Regions from separate parts of the Astyanax mexicanus genome. Here region 2 is linked to region 1. The links are chromatin contacts, called in public Hi-C maps. All regions are on one chromosome and are shown on one strand. The core of a region is the stretch at or near the end of the contact, and the rest is flanking DNA. Distances in the headings are between cores, read along the strand shown. Region 1 holds the start of atrx (ATRX chromatin remodeler). Region 2 holds the start of zdhhc15b (zinc finger DHHC-type palmitoyltransferase 15b).

What was found. A called contact is a pair of places that touch in the nucleus more often than the background predicts.
Region 2: a Hi-C map of blood shows a contact between it and region 1, with 2.2 times the contacts expected there. The contact joins the promoter of zdhhc15b here to the promoter of atrx in region 1. A contact is called at or near these places in 2 of 3 Hi-C or Micro-C datasets (blood and muscle).

The regions. Positions count from the first base shown.
Region 1 is chr10:1,317,708-1,324,831 of AstMex3_surface, reverse strand. atrx (ATRX chromatin remodeler) reads right to left here and starts at 4,188. Exons shown (of 35, transcript XM_007228422.4): 1 at 4,028-4,188. The coding sequence starts at 4,047. It overlaps nup62l (nucleoporin 62 like), which reads right to left. Exons shown (of 13, transcript XM_007228424.4): 8 at 6,497-6,641; 9 at 6,320-6,369; 10 at 6,080-6,214; 11 at 5,817-5,928; 12 at 5,475-5,541; 13 at 5,087-5,265. The coding sequence ends at 5,174.
Region 2 is chr10:1,447,766-1,454,889 of AstMex3_surface, reverse strand. It overlaps zdhhc15b (zinc finger DHHC-type palmitoyltransferase 15b), which reads right to left and starts at 3,955. Exons shown (of 12, transcript XM_007228419.4): 1 at 3,788-3,955; 2 at 2,049-2,075; 3 at 1,804-1,898; 4 at 1,519-1,639; 5 at 772-841; 6 at 519-551; 7 at 262-382. The coding sequence starts at 3,905. All of the region lies in intron 1 of LOC125804806 (a long non-coding RNA gene), which reads left to right.

The DNA of each region.
Region 1 (7,124 bases), core at 2,939-5,438:
CCCTGTATCTGTGTCTCTCCCTGTCTCCGCCTCTCTGTCTGTCTCTCTCTTTCTCCCCCTCCATCTACCTGTGTGTCTCTTTGTCTGTCTCTCAATCTCCCCCTCTATCTATCTGTGTGTGTGTGTGTCTCTCTCTCTCTGTCTCTCTCTCTCTGTCCTTGTTTATTGACATTATACGTCATCACGTGGGAACGTTATCTAGCGTGCTTTAGCTAATAACTGAATGAGCTAGCAGAGCCGGTCAGCCCCACATGGATCTAAACAGACTATAAATTAGGCAGTTTCGGGTCTGTAAGGGTTAAATAACCCAGTAAAACAAACATTTTTCTATACTGACCTTCTGCCACAGATACTCTGTTTCAGAGAGCTGCACACCCCCTGCGCCCGGCCAGTTATTATTATTATTCATAACTCGGAGCTGAGTAGTCCAGGTCCAGAAAGTAAAAATCAAATCCCAGGATCTTCTTCCAAGCAGCTGTAACAAAAATCCTGAGGTGGATTTTTACTCTGTAGACCTGGACTACCCGGGCTCTAGTTATGAATAATATAGTTAAACAGGTAGCTAGCTATAAGTGAATTGAGCTAAGACAGTTTTGTCACCCGCAGCAGCTCAACCAGCCGGTAAATACAACTCAAATAACCGCAGACAGGTTTATAAAAAGACGCTTCTCTGCAGCTAAAACACCTGAGGAGAATCCTTCAGGCGGTGGAATAAAAACCAGGGCCTTTCATGAAGCGCGTGTGTCTTTGCTTTGGTCTTTATTGTGGTTCTTTTCCTCTTTCTCCTGCTTTTTTTCTATAACGTGCAAATTAACGTGTCGCTCAGGTCACCAGCTAACTAACTATTTAACGTTATTAGCTAACCTAGCATCCATGTGCAGCTGCAAGTCAAGTGCTGGTTCTGCTCAAATACAAACAAACACACATCAGCTATTAGCTAACATGCTAACCTGGCTAAAACAGTGAGTGCAAGAAGATACGTGCAGCGCTATACAGTACCCGGTGTTATGCCTATTTGTGCTTCACGTCGATATGTGCTGCTTAGCGTCTCTGCACATGCGCGGAGCCACGTTTTTTCTATATTTTTTGTTTTGATTTGTTTTCACGTGCTTTTCATTGCTAGTTCTGTTCTACAGCTACAATCTGACAGTTTTACTATTTTTACTTGAATTTTACAAAAATGTTAATGACATACAAATTGAAAAAATAATACGTATAAAAGAAAATATTCCACTTTTTTAACTAATAACGCCCAAGCCAATAACTACGTTACTGCAGCAAGTTAGTTAGCCATGCACAATTGTAAAAAACACACCCTAGAAAATGTAGCTTAGCTAACGCTTGCAGAATTATTAATAAAAACACGCAGCAAAAAAAAAATTACATTAAAAATGCTGTCTCCACGCATGCGCTGAACAGACAAGTAGCGCCCATCGACAGGCAGCACAAACCGACGGGACACCGGTAAATTCCGCCGTCAGTACCGGCAGTTAGCTACCAAGCTAGTTAGTTAGTTAGCAAGCCGACTGCTAAAGCTGCAGCAGCTAAAGCTAACAGTAACAGTAACAGAGCGCAGAATAAGAAACAGCGCAGAGTACCTGCTGCAAACACCACCGGAGATCCGTCTCTACCCGCCGAACCCGCTACTCCCCCGCCCGCAGATCCGCCTCTCTGCCCGGTTTAAAACGGGCTGCTGCCTGCTTTAACTTCAGCGCAGGAGACAAAGCAAGAGCGCCATCTTGCCGGATGACTCGAGTCGGTGTTAAAATGGCGCATCGCCTCAGCAAATCCCGGCGACACACAGCGGAGCCGCGCGGGGCGGAGAGCGCGCGCCTTCCCGCCACTCAGAGCCATAACTCACACCCATAACTTTATTACCATTAACAGCGTTTACCTCTCATTATTTATAGATTATAAGTTGTTATTTTGAGATACTCTTTATTCTAAAATAACATCTCATCATTTTTAAGATGTGCTAACTATTTTAATGTCATTACATAGAGATAAATATCATTTCGAGATACTATCTCAATGTTTTGATACTAGCTAAGTTGTTATTTTGACTCCTAATTCTGAGATACTATCATTATTTTGATATAAAATAATGAAATATATATACATTTCTGATACTTTAATTTTAATACCAGCTAAGCTATTTTGAGTTCTATTTTTTGAGATACTAAGCTGGTATTTTGAGCATCATAATTCTGAGATACTATCTCAATTTTAAGATACAATCATTATTTTGGGATTCTAAGTTGTTATTTTGAGTCATTATTTTGAGATGTGAAGTCATTTAAAAATCCCGAGTCAATATTTTGAGGTGCTAATAATTTTAAAATATCAAAATCATGTTCTTTTGTTATTTTAATGTGTCATTACTTAGAGGTATTACATCATACTTTTCAGATTCTAAGAAATAATTTTGAGAGGTCAAGTAATTGTTTCCAGACACTATTTCGTAGTTTCTAACACTAAGGTGTTTTTTGCTCTTGGGCTTTTACCTCAAACTAATGTGATTAGTTTGTATTAGTGTTAAATTTGTTTTTGGAATTATAACAAAGTAGTTATAACTGACTGACTAATACTGTAGATGTATTACTCTGTTGTACACAAATAGTCAATAAAGCATTAGACAGCCAATCAATATAATTAATAAAAATTAATATTGTGGTTGGTGTGGTGCAGTGGATAATACACCCGCCTACCAGTGAGCTACCATGTGGGAGACTAGGGTTCAATTCCATATCTGGGTAACAGGAGGACCAGTGAGTTTTTAGGCTTTCTTGGGCACATCATAGCGTTCAGTAGCTCCTCCATTTCCACTTCCTGTTGTGTTTACATGGATTTTTGTGGAAACGCACACCCAAAGTGTAATTACGGTGCGCGGCAGTGGACAAATAGCTATTTTATTAAACTCGAGGAGATGAAACTCAGACGGGACTAAAATTACCGGAGGAGCACGGAGTTCAGAGGAAAACAGTAGATAATTCAGCCTGTAATTTTCTCAGAGGACGTCTGAGAAAAACACATACGTGATCGTTCTGGATGGGAATAAAATCACAGAGGATAAAAACCTCTGTGAACCCCAAGAAAAACTAATCCCATCCGGATAGGGCTTATGCTGCGCAACACCAATAAGCGTCCATGTGCAAGACCCCTAACACTAAATTGGCCGAACTATTAGAAATTACCTTATAAGTCGCCCTGCATAAGAGCGTCAAATAAATGCTGTAAATGTGATGTGAAAATAAATTATTGTGCATTTGTTTCTTTTTTTAAAAAAGCTGGTTTTATGTTAATGTTCTTTTTTTTAAGCTGACAATGCCACAGCAGACCTGTACAAGGCAGCCTGGTTTTTATAGCTAGGGCTGCAACTAATGATTATTTTGCAGAAAAACAGGTAAACATTAGATGTTTAATACATTTAAAAATAAATATAAATGTCTAGATGTTGTACCCCACGTTTTTGTGTAATGCAGTACTGTTATAAATTAATGATTAGTCGACAATGAAATTTGTAATCAACCAATTTATATAATCGACATTGTCGATTATATCGACTAATCGTTGCTGCCCTATTCATAGTCTTCCTATATTATGGATTCACATGCAGTCCATGTAACCAGGATACGGTTAGATATCTGAAGCAGATCTACCACAAATCAAATTGTCAGCAGGTTAAATCGTTTAGCAGGTTTAGTAAACATCTATCTACAGGCATAAAGTCATGTTTAAACACAGTTAATATTTATATATTAGCTTAGACATGTTGTGTATCTAACTGCATGTTTTCAGTTAAGATTAGTGAAGCAGTGCAGCTGCGCAGAAACGCAGAAAAACATAAAAACGCGCCGTTTAAGTTAAATAACTATATTTACCACAAACCAACTCAAACAAGTGTTTGTTTAGACTAAAACTGAGTAACTGTGTGAATCTGAGCCCCTCAGCTCGCCGGGTTCACTGTAATGATAATTATATTATATTATATCAGGTTATATGAGTTTATGCTCAGGTGTGCTCCTACCTGCGCGCCTCGCTGCTCATCTCTTCACCGTGCGGATCTGTGCTGAAGCTGCATTTCCAGACTGAAGTTAATCTGTGATATTTAGCGGCAGAAGGAGGAGAAAAACACTGAAACGCTCTCTCAAATCAGACAAAGCGAGGCGCCATCTTTCCCCCCAGCAACAGAGGCGCTGATTGGCCTATTAAGCTCAGGCCCGGGGAGCGCCCTCATTGGCTAAAACCCCGTTAGAGAGGGAATATTCAACAACACACGAGGCTGATTTTCTAATGTCTGGATGTGTCCAGAAACTTCCACTCCTCTTTTTCTGTTCCTTTTCTTACTGTTCCTCTCCTCCTCCTCTTCTTCCTTTTGCTCCTCTTCTTTCCTACTACTCCTTTTATCCACCTCATCCTTTCCTATTGCTCCTCTTCTCTTCCTCCTCCTTTCCCTTTCCTACTACTCCTTTTTCTCATACTTCTCATATCTTACTTCTCCCTTCCTACTGCTCCTCTTCTCTCCTTTCTTCCCCCCTTCCTACTACTCCTCTTCTCTTTCTCCTCTTACTTTCCTACTGCTCCTTTTTCTTTCCTTCTTTCCACCTACTCCTTTTGCTCTTACTTCTCATATCTCCATTCTCCCTTCCTACTGCTCCTCTTCCCTTCGTCCTCCTTTCCTACTACTCCTCCTTCTCTTCCTTTGTTACTGCTCTTTGCTTTCAAATCACTCTAATATTGCCCTAGATCATATATTGTCACTTCAACTTTGGGGATTTTATAGAAGTAGTTGTATTGTTCCTACACAGTGTATTACAAAATACAATAAATACATAAATTAACGAATGTTTAATACATTTTAAAAAAGTGTGCTCGGTGGGCATGTGAAAAATAATGTCACTTTAGTATTCCTAAAAGACTTCCTGGGTAGAAATGTATCTGCTACCAGGGAAAAAGCCTCAGAAGTCGTTGGGTGTAATGTAGGCACTAGATATATTACAGAGTTAAACTGTATATGAACTGTGAAATCCCACTTTATTAGAATAAAATAAAAATAAAAATAAAAAAAAAACACGTGCTAGGAAGGTGTGAAAAAGTTAACCTCTTTATTGCAACACACTTAGCAAAACACAGACATTCATTTACACTAAACGAGGGCTTCTTCTCTGCTGGTTCACTGGAAGTTCAGACGAAAGCTCTTCTCCTGCTCTTTGCTCCGGCTCTCACACAGCTTCGACACTTCTTCCACGCGCCTCTGCAGCAGAACTGTACAAAGAACATGGCAAATAAATTAAATAGCATGTACTGGACATGGATTAAAACAGCATCATACCTTCTGTTTAGTTTATCAAATAGTTGAGATACATTATGGGATAAATTCACAATTCATAAAATCGAGAACAGAGATTATATATATATAGCAATGTTTCTGGCACTCAAACAACACATGGCTGAAATGTAAATGAAATACTAACCAGAGTTCTGTTCGACCCACTGGAGGGAGTCCATGTGTGCGTTGAGGATTTTGCAAATCTGCTGGAGCTGAAATAGGAGGAATTTAAAATGGGATATTTAACTTTGGTGTCAATCATTTTAGACAAGGTCAAAAGAAAAAGTGGGACTCTCGAATAGTTTAAAACAGAATAACTTAAAAGATGCTTTAAAGAATTTAAATCTATGAATTCTTAATAAAAAAAAAATGTAAAAAAAGCCAAATAAATAAATTTATCAAGCATGGCAGACAGAAAATCTGTTTGTGGTTTTATAGAAGCCCCACATTGTTGTATTAATCGGTGTATGTATAAAACTTTACATACCGGGTCACTTGTGTCTGCTGGCCCATTGGATGTATTAAGATGTTCAATTATTTCTTTTAGGTCTTGGGACATTCTCTTCAGCTGAGCATCAACATTCTCTGCCAACTTGTACCTTCAGAGAGATGAGCATTAGAGCATTAGAAATAGAGAAGTCTATAAATAAACTAAAATAATTTTTGAGGGGGAAAAAAAAAATGTGATCATAGTTAGAGGAAGTGTAAAAACAAGTCTGTAATAAATATATATATATATATATCGCTTACGTTCTCTCTCGCTCCTCGTCTGCATTTTGCATATAGATGGTTCCACTTTGCTCCTTCACAGATTCCTCCAGTGGAGCGAGAAGATCCTCCAGCTCTTTCTGTTGGGATAAGATGAAGTCCAACTCCTGATCCAACCTGAGGCAGAGACCAAACAAATACAGGTTTTCATACAAAACTGTCTTTTACATTATATACCATTCAAACGTTCCTATTCAACCAAATGACGATGCGCAGTCGTACCTTCTTTGGTCCAGTTTAACTTTCTCCATGTCTTTATGAAGAGCTGTAATCTAAAAGAAATAAATATACAAATCAGTTATTGCTATGGGTCGACTTTAAATACGAAAATAAAAGTTACACAGATCTACATTTGTTAAAAGGACATAAAAAATAAAAATAAAAAAAAAGTATAGTTACCTTTTCTCCATTTTCCACCAGCATCCGATCCCAGGCATTGACCTGAGTGGCCTGCTGAAGAAAGTGCCTCTCCTGATCCTCCAACTCAGAACTCCACTTATTGATTAAAGCCTCCAGCTGGGCATAAGACATCACTGGTGCAGCGCTGAATTAAAGAGTGAATTTAGTGAAATATAATCAGCAATTTGAAGCCTTAAATTAAACTCTAAACCATAAATATATTTTTTTATTAATAGCTGAAATGTGTTCCTTTGAAGTAATGAAACATACCAGTCATTCTTAAAATTTTTATAAACATTTCCTAACCTTAAAAAAAAAACTTTGTGGTCATTTCCGCCTCTGTAGCGCCCTCTCAGGATCAACTGTGCTATAGGTGTGGATGATGTTTCCGTGTACTCAGCTCAGCCAATCAGCTCGCCCTCCTGCCCCGCCCTTAAACCCATACATCACCGTGCCACTCCCAAACTACCCCCCCCCCCTTTTTTTTAGCCCTTTTTTGAGCTGAGGGTGGAGTCAGCTAAAATCAAGGGGTTTAGTTAACCTTTAAAAACTCGCTGATTATATTGTTTCACTATTTACATACAAATATTTTAAAAATACATTACTTAACTCTCTCAGCCTTAGCATT
Region 2 (7,124 bases), core at 2,706-5,205, 130 kb before region 1:
TTCAAGTTTTCTTTAAAAAAAAATTTAAATCTTGTCTCGTCTCGTTCTTGTGAACCCAGTATCGAGTCTCGTCTCAAGAGATGAGTGTCTAGAATTGTCCATGTAATCAAACAACAACTCCAGCCCCACACACATTTTAATTTTTCATTTACAGTTTCTGTCCAATGATTTCTGGCATGTCAGTGTAGAAAATAAAAAAGCATAAGGACAAAGTAAACAACAACAATTTGTTTTAGCAACCTTATTTATGATGACACTCACCACCCAGAACTTAAGAAAATACTGAAATACTGTTGCTGCGATGAAAACACAGTAGAGCATAGAGTACGACAGGAAGAGCAGGAAGAACTTGTAGTTTGAGAATCCGACACAGTTGTTCACCCTTAAAAAGAAAAGAGAGCGAGACACAAATATAAATAAATAAATAAATAAATTAAGCAACTTCTGTAAACAATCTTTGTTCCTCATTAAACATAAAAAACAACCAATGCAATCATAAATAAACCTCATCCACTAACCAAGGGCAATGATGATCCATTTTCAGAATGCACCTGCAAGAGGAACACACACACACACACACACACACACAGAGGTACTGTAATTAAATTGAACAGAACCAAGATATCTTCTCTGATAAGGTCAAGTTCCTGCCCGACAACACCTTCTAATTATTACACGAGTCTCGTATGCGGCGATCCTCTTTCTACCGCAGCTGAGAACAAACAGTATGAGAGAGATAGGGCCAATGAGAGGGGCCGACAGGAAACTTACGTTTCACAGACGGAACAGTGGTGACAGCGGTCGGGCTTTATCACCTGACAACGATCGCAGAACCTGATAGCTAAAAACACACACACACACACACACACACACACACACATAAAAGCATGGTCATTTACTAGCTTGGGACTGCAGTGCCACACGTTGGTGCTCCACTTACTGTCTATCAACACAGTAATGCCACTAGACAGGCAATACGGATTTAATTCAGCAAGGCAATTAGACCCCTTCAATACAATTAGGCCACAGAGCTGCTTTAAGAGACTATATATGAACAGTATCAACAAAAAAGTCCAGTCCAGTACAATACTACAGTGTTAGCAATAAGCTTATATATAAATGCTCATAAAGACTGTGCATTTGATTTAGATTTTACCAAATTGGATACCTCTGGAATATAATCAAGAGGAAGATGGATGATCACAAGCCATCAAACCACCAAACTGAACTGCTTGATTTTTTGCACTAGGAGTAAAGCAGCATAAAGTTATCCAAAAGCAGTGTGTAAGACTGGTGGAGGAGAACATGATGCCAAGATGCATGAAAAAAACTGATTAAAAACCAGGGTTATTCCACCAAATATTGGTTTCTAAACTCTTAAAACTTTATAAATATTAATGTATTAAGTTTTCTTTGTTAGGTATCCACGAATGCTCAATATAAAGGATTAATGAATACGTATTAAGACTGCAGGTAGTATGAAACCCAATGCCTGATTAAGCGTCTGAGATTACTCACCTCCTGACTGAGCCCGGGTAAAAATTGGGAGCTTTTTAGCAATGTCAATCAGGATCTGCTTCTGTGCATCTGGCCTCTCCTCCATCTCATATCTCTCCTTATCACTATACGAGAGGTGGAACTGTAGCAAAAGAAAAAGAAGAGTGCAACTTAGTCTGCAAATTAGATCATTCTTAAATGCACAAGCAAGCATCACACTGAACAGCTTCTTTACCAGAGTAGATCATTTTAATATAAAGATGCTTTGGGAGAACTGCGCCCAGATTTGATGACCCAAACACAAACCTTTTTGCAGGGCGTGGAGGGTGGAGTGAAGATAGCCTTCCAGTAGGTCCAGCAGAACATCACAAAGCACACATGAAACACCAGAAGGTAGGCCGCTGCAGAAAAAAAATTATTATGGTGTACTACAAAGCTCAGTTAAGAAGCGTATAGCTTAAACAGAAGCGTAAAGAATGACTGAGATATAACCAGGATGCAGGGAAACGAGAAGTGAACCCTTCACTAATCTTAATTAAACAGGAACTTACCTTTTTCTAATGCATTGCTGAGCGTAACTGCAATGCAAAGAAAAATGAGAAGTTAGTTAACAACACTGATCAAAGTGGAAAGAGGAGCAGTTAAAAAAATGGCTATTTCTTTTAAGCATCTAATTTATGGCTAAAATAAAATAATATTTTAGCCTAAACTACAGTTTACTAGTAAGAACTTAAATTCAGAATCTCTGTTATGTATTTTTATTCTAGAAGTGACTCAAACTAAAACTTTCACATTTTGTAAGAGTTTTAAAAGGTAATTATAGATATCTTTTAGATATTTTTTTTTACTTAAAAACTTGACTTGACAATTTGTGAACCCTTGCGTTCCACATTTCTGCAATACAACCTAAAACATATAATCATCAAATTTGCACAAAAGAAACCAGTTAAACAAATTAGACAAAATGTTACACTTGTATGTTTATTTATTGCAGAAACGGATTTAATTTTAAATATTTGTCAGTAGCGTAAGTGAACATATGTAAAACTCTAGGATTAGTAGCTAGTTTGAAGGTGATTAGTTTAAATTAGAATCAGGTGTTTTCAATCAATGGGATGACAATCGGGTGTGAGTGTGAAGGAATCCAGTTTTATTTAAAGATCATTGATCTATTAAAGTCTGCTGTTCTAAAGGAAAATGTCAGGACACTGGTTCATTTTCTGAAGCTCAAGAGGAGGTGGGTCATTTCTCCCAGCGTACTGAAATACGTTTTAAAGCGTTTTTAGCTGATGAAAGTGCATAGGTGGTTTATTCAAAACACTGTTTACACACACAGTACCCTGAGGTGCATTAATTCCCTGAAAATATCTCTATAATTTTCAGATATTTTCACAGAATTAATTTTGCAATTTGTTCTAATATCCTCCCCATTCGTTCCTGCTTGTCAGCTGATTTATTGTGACTTAATTTAAGGCTACTTTGAGTTTGCTAATGGTGTCAAAACAGTAATTTTTTTACATGTTCGTACTCGTTTTCATGTTTCAATACAACCCAAGTCTATTTTACACCTGATTTCTGCTTAAAGCTAAAAAAGGCCTGTCATTAAACACGTTTTATTATAACTAACGTTAGCTTAGTTACTAACTTAACCAGTTTACACCCAGTAGTTATATTAACAACTAGCTTTAACCATTTCAGTCATGTAAAGGGAAAGTGATAAGAATGCTGTTTTCTGCAAGTAAAACATGGAAATTAAGACTATAATATTCTAACATAAAACCTATATAAAAATTAAATCCAATAGTTTTTAATGTCCATTGCATTGGAAGCATGTGTTTGACAGTTCTGACTTACATATTTAACACTGACATTTATTTCACAAACCACCCCTAGGCAATAAATAAAATTAGTAAAAATTAGCTTTTATTAGTTAAACATTACCTAATGTCCTTATGAGAATCTCGGTTGTTTATAGTGTTATGTGCAACATTAAATAAAATACAAGACAATACAAGATAAAACATATTACAACGTACTGAGCGTACTCTTTTATTATTTAAATGAACATTTAGCTATCTGACTAAGTTAGAAGGTTAAATTATTAGCTACATTGACAAAAACGGATATTTAAATTCACTTCCTTAAACCTAGCTTAACTACTTCAGCATTAGCTAAAGCTAGCCTAGCCCAGCCTAGCCTAGCCTGGCAGCCCACACAGCGGTTAGCATCTGAGCTAACGCCCGACAGCGCGATTCTGTGGAAAAAACGCGCAGAAATGAGGAATACTCACAGAAACAGAGCTCAAACACATAGGCGTAGTACGACCACAACACCACGGAGGAAATTATGACCACGGGGATCCAGGAAAATATCCTCTGGCAGCATCTCAGCCCCCTGGACATGGCCATAGTTATCCAGAGCCGGTGTTCTGCCGAGTTCTGCTACCCATCGCTATGTGGTACTTAGCGGCTGTGCGCATGCGCAAACTCACACGATTACTGTTTGTTATGGGGTTTTTTTTTTCTATGAAGCCGCCAAGTGATATCGTGTTATACTTATAACGGGATTCTAAATCATGGACACTACTTATTAAGCTGTGGGAATGGGTTCCTAATGTGTGGCCACGACTTAATGCGTGGGAACATTATTTTAATGCTTGGCCACATTATTATTATTAAGGTGTGGGAACGGGATCATAATGCATGAACCCTTTCAGTTCGTGTGAAGGAAAACTATAAGTATGGTGTTTTCTGCATGAAATGAATGAAAATTAAGACTTATATACTTTAACATAAAATCTATATACATATTAAGTTTAATTAACTGAAATATTTGAGTACCTTTTAAAAGTTTTATTGTCTTTAATCATCATAAAAAGGACAATACATTTTTGGCATACATTTTTTTTTCTCTGTTTTCCTGTTTTGTTGTAATTTATTTTATTTTTTTTTTATTGTGTACCTTAAATGCCCTCAAATTTTATATGATGTAATTATGTGCGCAGCAAGTTTTGGTCTTTGATCCACTTATATAAATTGTCAAGTAGAAAAGTTAATGATAGTCTACACATGCATATAAAATACAAAAAGCAATAATATATTACATAACTAGCAAATAAATGTCAATGTATGAGGATGTGCTTTTAAGTCTTAGTATAGTAATTGTAATCTACCATTATTTATTTGGTTACTACTAGCTTACTTGCTTACTAAATAATTGGCGATAGTGTGGGTATAGTCTGTTTTTAAATGTATCTAGCTAAATATTATGATTTAAATTAAAGCTATAATAACTAAATGTAAGTACATAGTATATTATTTGTTTTTCATTCAAGACACACATGATTGTAATACCCGGTTTAGCCAGTAGATGCCGCCAAAACACAACAGTTTATTTAAGCCATTGCCGCCTCCTGTTTGAGGGCTGCTCCACAACCACAATATATACACTATATATACACTATAAATACACTTAGCACTTTATTAGAAGCAGTACTTTATAAAAAAAAAAAAACTATACTGCCATGTATTATAGGGCCTTCTTCTGTCTCAATTTCTCGTGGCATGATTTTCACAAGATTTTTGCAGCATGAAATTCCTGAAGATTTCTCAGTTGCAGCTGGGAATCTTCAGGACCGCAACATCCCAAAAGAGTTCTATAGGATTCAAATCCATATTCTGACCCAAATCCAGATTTAACTCAATGCATTTGGGTTTAAAAGTCTTGCGTTATGACTTATTGCAGCTTGGTGCATTATCCCAGTGGATGCAGCCACTAGACGATGGTGAGACTGTTGGAACTGTGGGATGCGAGGGACGCACGTGGTCTTCAACATCACTCAAACAGGTCACGACATTCAAGTGTTTTATTGATTGGTATTAACAGGCTCACAATGTGCCCAGCAAACATTCCCCACACCATTACACCATATCCACCAGCCTGGACTCAAGATGTTGGGTCCAGATTCAGAACGTACCGTCTGTGTGCCTCAGCAGAAACTGATACGGTTTGGTTAAGTGCAACCACAGGTAGTCTGCTGCTGTTTTAGCCTATCCATATTAATTTTGGGCATTAATGCAATTTATGTTTAGATGTTCACCAGAGATTTACTTATTTACTGTAATCTTTCTTCAAGATCAACCCAGTCTGTCCAGTCTCTGTTGATCTCTCACTAAAAAAACTAAGTTTGTTCAATGAGGCATTGTGTTTGTACTGGAATCCCCAGGATACTAAGGCTACGTTCACATTACCAGGATGAAGTGACTTAAATCTGATTTTTTGCTCAATTCTGTCGTGATTTGATCAGCCATGGTTTTATGTTTTTTGGATACAAGCCGGGTTAGCACCCGAACATCCCTTTCAGACAGCTTCCTCTTACAACGTCCACAGTTAATCCTGTTGGATGTGGTTGGTGCTTCTTGGTGGTATGCTGATGTTACCCTGGATACCTTGGCTCTTGATGCATCACAAATACTTGCTGTCTTGGTCACAGATGCTTCAGCAAGACGTGCACCAACAATTTGTCCTCTTTTGAACTCTGGTATGTCTCCCATAATGTTGTGTACATTGCAGTATTTAGAGCAGAACTGTGCTCTTACCCTGATAACTGAACCTTCACACTCTTACTGGTGCATTAAGGTGCAATTAGTGAAGATTGGCCACCAGGCTGCTCCAATTTAGCCATGAATGTATACTTTTGATTAAAAAAATTACTTAAATGCACTTTTCTTTTACAAGGCTATCATTTCCCCATATTTTCTTTGGACATTTTTTTAACTGGGAAAGTGCCTTTTTTTAACTTTTATCAGTAGTGTACGTTACTCCACAAGTTTCCCAGAATGCAGAACACAGTAGCAGGGATAGCATCCTGCTAAAACTCTGAGGGGGGAAGGAGAGGCCGTCCATCAGCGCATCAGCCGAAGCACCGCTACTACAAAGTGCTCGCTACTATCATAATAGTAACCAGGCCTTAATCAAAACATTTACCCAGGAAAGAGAAACACAAACAGCTCGTGCAGGCAGGCCCAGACAGATCACACAGACAGCAGAGAGAGAGAGAGACAGACAGACAGACAGACAGACAGACAGACAGAGAGAGAGAGAGAGGCCCTTTGAGGAGAAGTCATGCAGAGAAAGGCCGAGATCACCGAGGTTGACGGAGCCCCTCAGGCACGAGGAGTGTGTTACCTGGTGAAAAGCACAATAGAGATATGGATGTTTGGTTTCTTTTCACTCTACGTGTCTGAGAGACTTCTGCCCCTAATGCACCTCTTCTGGAGCTCTTAGGTGCAGAAATGTGGCCTACATTTGTTTCTGTCGTTCCCTATTATGTGCAGTGGAGTGGTGTATTATTAGATCATGATGTGTGTGCGGGCGCATGCGTGTGTGAAATAAAACATACAGTGCAAGAGTTCAGAGCAGCGTTCTTAAAACTCATTGGATTAATCTGAATAGCAAATCTCACTTTAATATTTATTTAGTTTTGAAAGACCTGAACCTAAAAATGAACTGATTTAATGTTGCGCTGATTTCATGTGAGAAATATTCTACTCCAAACTTCAAATCAAAGAAAAAAAGTCTGGCACAAAAAATAACCCAAAAAACATTTACATCTTAAATTTGACCAA